Regions from separate parts of the Arachis hypogaea genome. Here region 1 is linked to region 2. The links are chromatin contacts, called in public Hi-C maps. All regions are on one chromosome and are shown on one strand. The core of a region is the stretch at or near the end of the contact, and the rest is flanking DNA. Distances in the headings are between cores, read along the strand shown. Region 1 holds the start of LOC112702857 (zinc finger protein CONSTANS-LIKE 9). Region 2 holds the start of LOC112702855.

Region 1 (2,700 bases), core at 154-2,653, 230 kb after region 2:
AATTTCTTTACACACTTCAAATAAGATTTTTTTTTTTCAGTATTAAAAACATCCGGTAAATTTTTCTTTATAAAGTTGTCTATTAACATATATAACACACATATTATATATATAAAGTGTATAAAACCTTCGTCAAGTCACCAAAAAAATATAAAGAGTATAAAAGAGTGGTACAAGTTAAAAGCAGAATAATATCTCAAATAGATTTTTAAAAAAATTTTAGTCAAATAATTTAATTTTTAATAAATTTTAATGATCAAATTATTCCGTATATTTTATTTTATTAGATGTATCAATTTTTTATATTATTTAATAAAAATTAGATAAATTATTTTTTATATAAATAAATAATTCAATATAAAATTAATTAAAATTTATTTTAAATTAAAATATCTGACAAAAAATTTTTCAAAAATTTTTTTGAAATATTATTTTCCGTAAACTAGGTAACAAGTGATTGCGGTGAGGACACGAAACTGACAAGAAGCCCATAAAATGGAACACCTAAGATCGAAGCGTGAAAAAGCCAACCGAAAATGGAAAACCAGATTGTGAAAAAGTTCACTAAATAAATCCCTATTTGTCCACCTCACCCATCATGTGATGCACTTTTTGGGGGGAAAAAAAAGAGGTTCAAGTTCAACCTTCCTATGACCATTAACAGTACACCCTTTTATTATTTATAATATTTTTTTATTCTTTAAACACAATAAACAATCCCAACAACAACATTCACACGGACACAGATAAGAAAAAGTGCAAGGAGAGAGAAAGGGTGCAGAGGGGAAAAAGTTATGTTATTCAATATCAAAAAGTCTTGGATGCTTTTGGGACAAAAAATAAACGCTAGATCTGCTCAACTCAAATAATAGCTCAACAACATCCTAGTTAATATATTAAAAAATTCAATTAAAAAATGAATAAATATACTAATAGTAACAATAACATTATAAAATATTGCAGCACTTTTCTTTTATATTACCATAGTAAAATTAAGTGGGTTTAATAAAAAGATTTCGCTAAAATATAGTTATAAAAATAATTTATTTACTTAATATTTTTATATTTAATTCTTTAATTAATTTGGATAAGTCAAGTGATTAATTACTTATTTGTTTAAATAAATGTCAAAAAATTTAAATTTTATTTTATATATATAATAATTTATTAATTAATAATAAATTTTTAAATAAAATTTTAATTCACAACAAATTAATTCAAATTAAAATAATATATATATTTGACCCTTTTTCTTTTTAGTTTTTGGGTGATGGGGAGGGACCAAGAAATAGAAAAGGGGGAAAGGCTTAGTAAGCTTTTGCTTTCACTATGAAAAAGACATGGCCCCACATGCATTATATGTTTTTTACTCTTTTGTTTTGCACTTTTTATAAGCCTAGCTTATGTCACAATACCTACATACCCCATTGCATTATTCTCAATTTCAATTTCTCATCTTACACCTAACCCCCTCTTTCTCTCTCTCCCTTCCATATCTAATCTACAATCTAACCTATTCCTCCTATCTATCTGCACAGAGCAGAAAAGAGAGAACAAGAAAGAAAGAAAGAAAAAAGGGGGTCAGTGTTTGTTCTCTTCAATAGTCCTGCTTCTACCCCTCTCTAGGGTTTCCTTTGCTTTCAGTTTTTGCTTCTTTATATTTTATTCTGAAAAAGCAAAAAAATAAAATAAAATAAAATAAAATTTTTGGTTTTCCTTACCGATCTTGTCCTCTGTCTTTCTTTCCGTATGGTAATTTCTTGCTTTCTGATCTCTTTCTCCTTTCTGTTCTTCTCTGTTAAAAGTTCATGCTGATTCCCCTGTGTGTGTTTTAGTTCATGTTTTTCTGTGAAGCTTGAGATAAGGAAAAGTAGGGAATCTTATGTGAAGAGTACTTCCTTTTTTTTTCTTTTTTACTTTTTATGGTATATTTGTGTTTTGATTGGATTTGATTTGATTTGTTGTTCTTGTTGTTTCTGTATTCTTCTTCATATCCCCCCGCCCCTTTTTTTCTGTTTTGTTTTTACTTTCTGACCTTTATGTATTGTTAATAATGATCTGCTACTTTTAGTCATTCCATGGAAGTTGATATCTTTTAAGGATGCTGGAAAAATAAGTTTAACTTTTATTTGGTTTATTTTCTAGTTCTACTGGAATTCTTTCATGGAGGAAATTCACTTTTTTTTTTTTTGGAAATCAAAACGGAATTTTGGTTCCTTAACTCCAAAAGGATATTTCAACTGTATTAGAACTTTGGTTGATTATAAATTTATAATTTATTATTCTTATTGAGAAAGTGGTTTAGTTTCTTTGCTGCTGTGACAATATCTATGGAGTTTCCATTTCAAGTATTATTTACCTTTTCTGATACTTGATTCATTGCTTTGAACTTTCCTTTTAGTCTTTATGTCTGCTATTGGCTGCAACTTTCCATAATTTACTAGCCATAATCCATGGCATCTATGCATAATTCTGAATTTGTAGTGGAATTTCCATTTTGTTATTTATTTCTCTGTATATTAGCGAAGTTTATTTCTGTTAGCATGGAAATGCTTACTTATTTGTCTTCTGGCCAAAACTGAACTAAAACTTCCCTCCTTCATTGCATTGTTTAGCAGCTTGTAGGTTGTACAACTGAGATCAGCTTCGACGTCTGAAAATAAGAAAAGGATTTTGTTTTTCAGTTGATGTTGCAGCTTC
Region 2 (2,889 bases), core at 216-2,715:
AAAAAAAAAACTGCCCAATCCGAAATATTTGAATCAGAACGAGACGGAATGGAATAGAGGGAATAGACTATAGAGTATACTACTGTTTTCAATTTCAAATTGCGATGGAGCCCCTTGGCAACACCGAAACGGAAGACGGAACCGCCGCGCCGGTGAATAAAACCGCCCGCCGCGTCAGCTTCGCCGACAACGAGATCACCTCCATCCATCTCTTCCCCTCCGACGACGCCGAACAAACTCCTCCGCTCGATGACCACAACAACGTCGTTTCTAGCCCCTTCCTGAGACCAATCGCTTCGCCTCTTTCTCCTCTCAGAACCGCCACTGCTTCCACCGATGACGACGGCAAGTTCCGATTCGCCATTTTTTTATTTTCTGTGGCTCTTCTACTTAACTGCATCTCTTTATTTATTTATTTATTTATTTTTGTAATTTTGTTTTCGTAACTGTGATAATCGCAGTCCAACTGTACGTGTAACTGCCATAGGAATTGTAGTGTAATATGAAACTATTCAGTTATTGATAATTTTGTAGCAGCAGAAGCTTTTCACGGTCCCGTTTTGGCTAGTTTCATTGAACCTGGACGGTTGTCGGGTCCTGATCCCGGTTTCTCCGACGATGTCACAATGGATTCAACTGCGTTCTCAATGCACTATCGGAGCCTCGCGAGGTCAGATTCCGATGATCTCAGAACGCCAAGCCAGAATTGGATCCCTGCTGTTACTAGTACTACTGAAGGAAGCTTCATGACGCTCAGCGACGCAAGGAACGAGATTTGTGACGGTGATTCAGCGAGTGGAGCTAGAGATTCAAACGACATGACTGTGGTGGAGGATAAAGAGTATCCATTTAGGTATGATTATGACAGAATGTCTCCTTCGTTAGGTGCAATTTCAGATGAAGGAAGCAAAGATGCCTCTTCTTTCTTGGAGATATCAAACAGGAGCCCTTATGGTTCATCAACAGAAAAAGACTTTGTATACAGCAAAGGCGATGATGACAATAGTGCTGGTATTGGTATTGGTGCTGATGCTTCGATTAGAACTGCTGATTCTTTGATCAATGTAAGGAGCATCTTGTGTTAGTAGTTGATTTAGATTTAGAATTGAAAGGTTTGGCTGTTTTGGAAGGAAAGGAGAGGGAAAGGAAGATATATCTTAATTCTTAGTTTAGGAACAATTTTCCTAAAGCTAGAACATGTTTTCTTAAACTGAAAAACTTACCCTCTTTTTCCAGAACCTTTTGAGCAAAATGGCAATAACATCTCCCTTATTAGAGCTTGTTGATTTGCAATTTATACTGATATTGGTATTTGAGTGACTTATAGTGTGTATTGGAAAGGAAACAGGATAAGAGTCCCGCTAAGGGAGTTATAGATGCGACCAATTGTATCCGAGAAGTGTCAACTCCATCGATGAATTCCCTGAAAGAGCGCCTGAGAGAATTATGATTGTGCCATGGTAATATGCAAGAGTTGTCTCATGAGGGCAACTTAGATGGAGATGATTTTAGTGCCCAGATTTCTGCTCAGAAGAAAAGAAAAGTTTTTGAGATGCTAAGAGGTCGAAAGATCATGGATGAATCAGGGAGGATTGACGCAAGTCCACAGCTCCATAATGGTTGGAAGAGTGACCAACAATTGGTTTTGCAGCAAACAGGTGTTATGAGAAGTGAAAAAGGGAAGCTGGACAATCAAACAAGGAAAACATGGGCTGATGTATGATCACTGTTTTATTTCAAGGGTTAAATCAGTTGAGTCTATTGCCTCTTAATATTTTAGTTGCCTTGCAGATTGTAAAAAATTTCTCATGTGCTACAAACCTGTTGCTTTCTCCTTCAACTGATAAGCTCAATTTGAGAATGGTATGTTCCTTACTTTCATGTAATTTAGTTTCATAAAACATCTGTAGAATTTGAAAGTGATATCATTTGAATACTTGTGGATGTTGTCTTTCCAAAATTTATAACACTCCTAAATTTCCTCTTATTTGGTTATCATATAAAATAATTCATTCAAATTTTACGTCAATTTTTAGATTAGCATGCTGGAAGATACTTTGGTTCAATTGCAGAAAGTTAACATCTGTGATGCCTTTTGTTCTGAAATTCATTGTCAGGTCTGTTGGATGGTTTCACTTTTCTAGTTATACATTTTGATCAAGCTTACATTTAATGATTTTATAGTGATTATAACATAATACTTCACCTGAGACAGTATCAAAGGCTGATATTCTATTCATTGTCAACATAATTGATGTTGTTCTTCCAGAAAACAGCTGACCAGTTGAAAGTTGTTGGGCATAAAAGGTATGTTTATGTTGTTTGACTGAGTCAGTTAAAAAATGTAAATTATATTCTTTGATGCAGGTAACTTTATGAAATTGTTTGGGTTAATGATTATTGGCATTGTAAAGTAATGTTTTGTAGATTTGTGGAAGCAAGAAGTTTGCTGTTCAATATAGCATATGGGAAAGCAAAACTACAATTAATGCATATTAAGCGTGAGAGATTACTGGTATTTTCTCAATCATGTTTGCTTTCTAGCAATGCCTTGCAGATGATGACATGCACTCTCATTATTCACAGAAAAAGTTACAGTTGAGCAGTGGACTCCAGGAGTTTCAAATGATGAAATTAAGTGGCACTCCAGGTTTGTCTAAGCATGATGCTATAAATCAAGGGAGTGATAGCCACTTCCATTCCATCTTGCTCAATTCTGGGGGGAAGTTTCAGGTGTTTCCACCTCTCTCCTTTTTCTTTTCTTTACTGTTCTTTTTATTTATTTATTTATTTTAAAATATAATCACACTCACACTCACACTCACTTACTCAAACACATATATAATAGATAGCCTGACTAATTGAGTTTATGAGAGATTTTATATGAAT

The links. Hi-C and Micro-C count contacts between places; a contact is called where the count stands out from the background.
Region 1: a Hi-C map of leaf shows a contact between it and region 2, with 3 times the contacts expected there. The contact joins the promoter of LOC112702857 here to the promoter of LOC112702855 in region 2. A contact is called at or near these places in 3 of 8 Hi-C or Micro-C datasets (leaf and an unstated tissue).

Annotation. Positions count from the first base shown.
Region 1 is chr7:26,460,192-26,462,891 of arahy.Tifrunner.gnm2.J5K5, forward strand. It overlaps LOC112702857 (zinc finger protein CONSTANS-LIKE 9), which reads left to right and starts at 1,404. Exons shown (of 6, transcript XM_025754059.3): 1 at 1,404-1,580; 2 at 2,616-2,700.
Region 2 is chr7:26,229,141-26,232,029 of arahy.Tifrunner.gnm2.J5K5, forward strand. LOC112702855 reads left to right here and starts at 1,466. Exons shown (of 13, transcript XM_025754055.2): 1 at 1,466-1,717; 2 at 1,792-1,863; 3 at 2,037-2,117; 4 at 2,270-2,307; 5 at 2,428-2,515; 6 at 2,587-2,733. The coding sequence starts at 1,466. LOC112702856 reads left to right here. Exons shown (of 3, transcript XM_029287948.2): 1 at 1-345; 2 at 541-1,064; 3 at 1,328-1,518. The coding sequence starts at 105. The coding sequence ends at 1,450.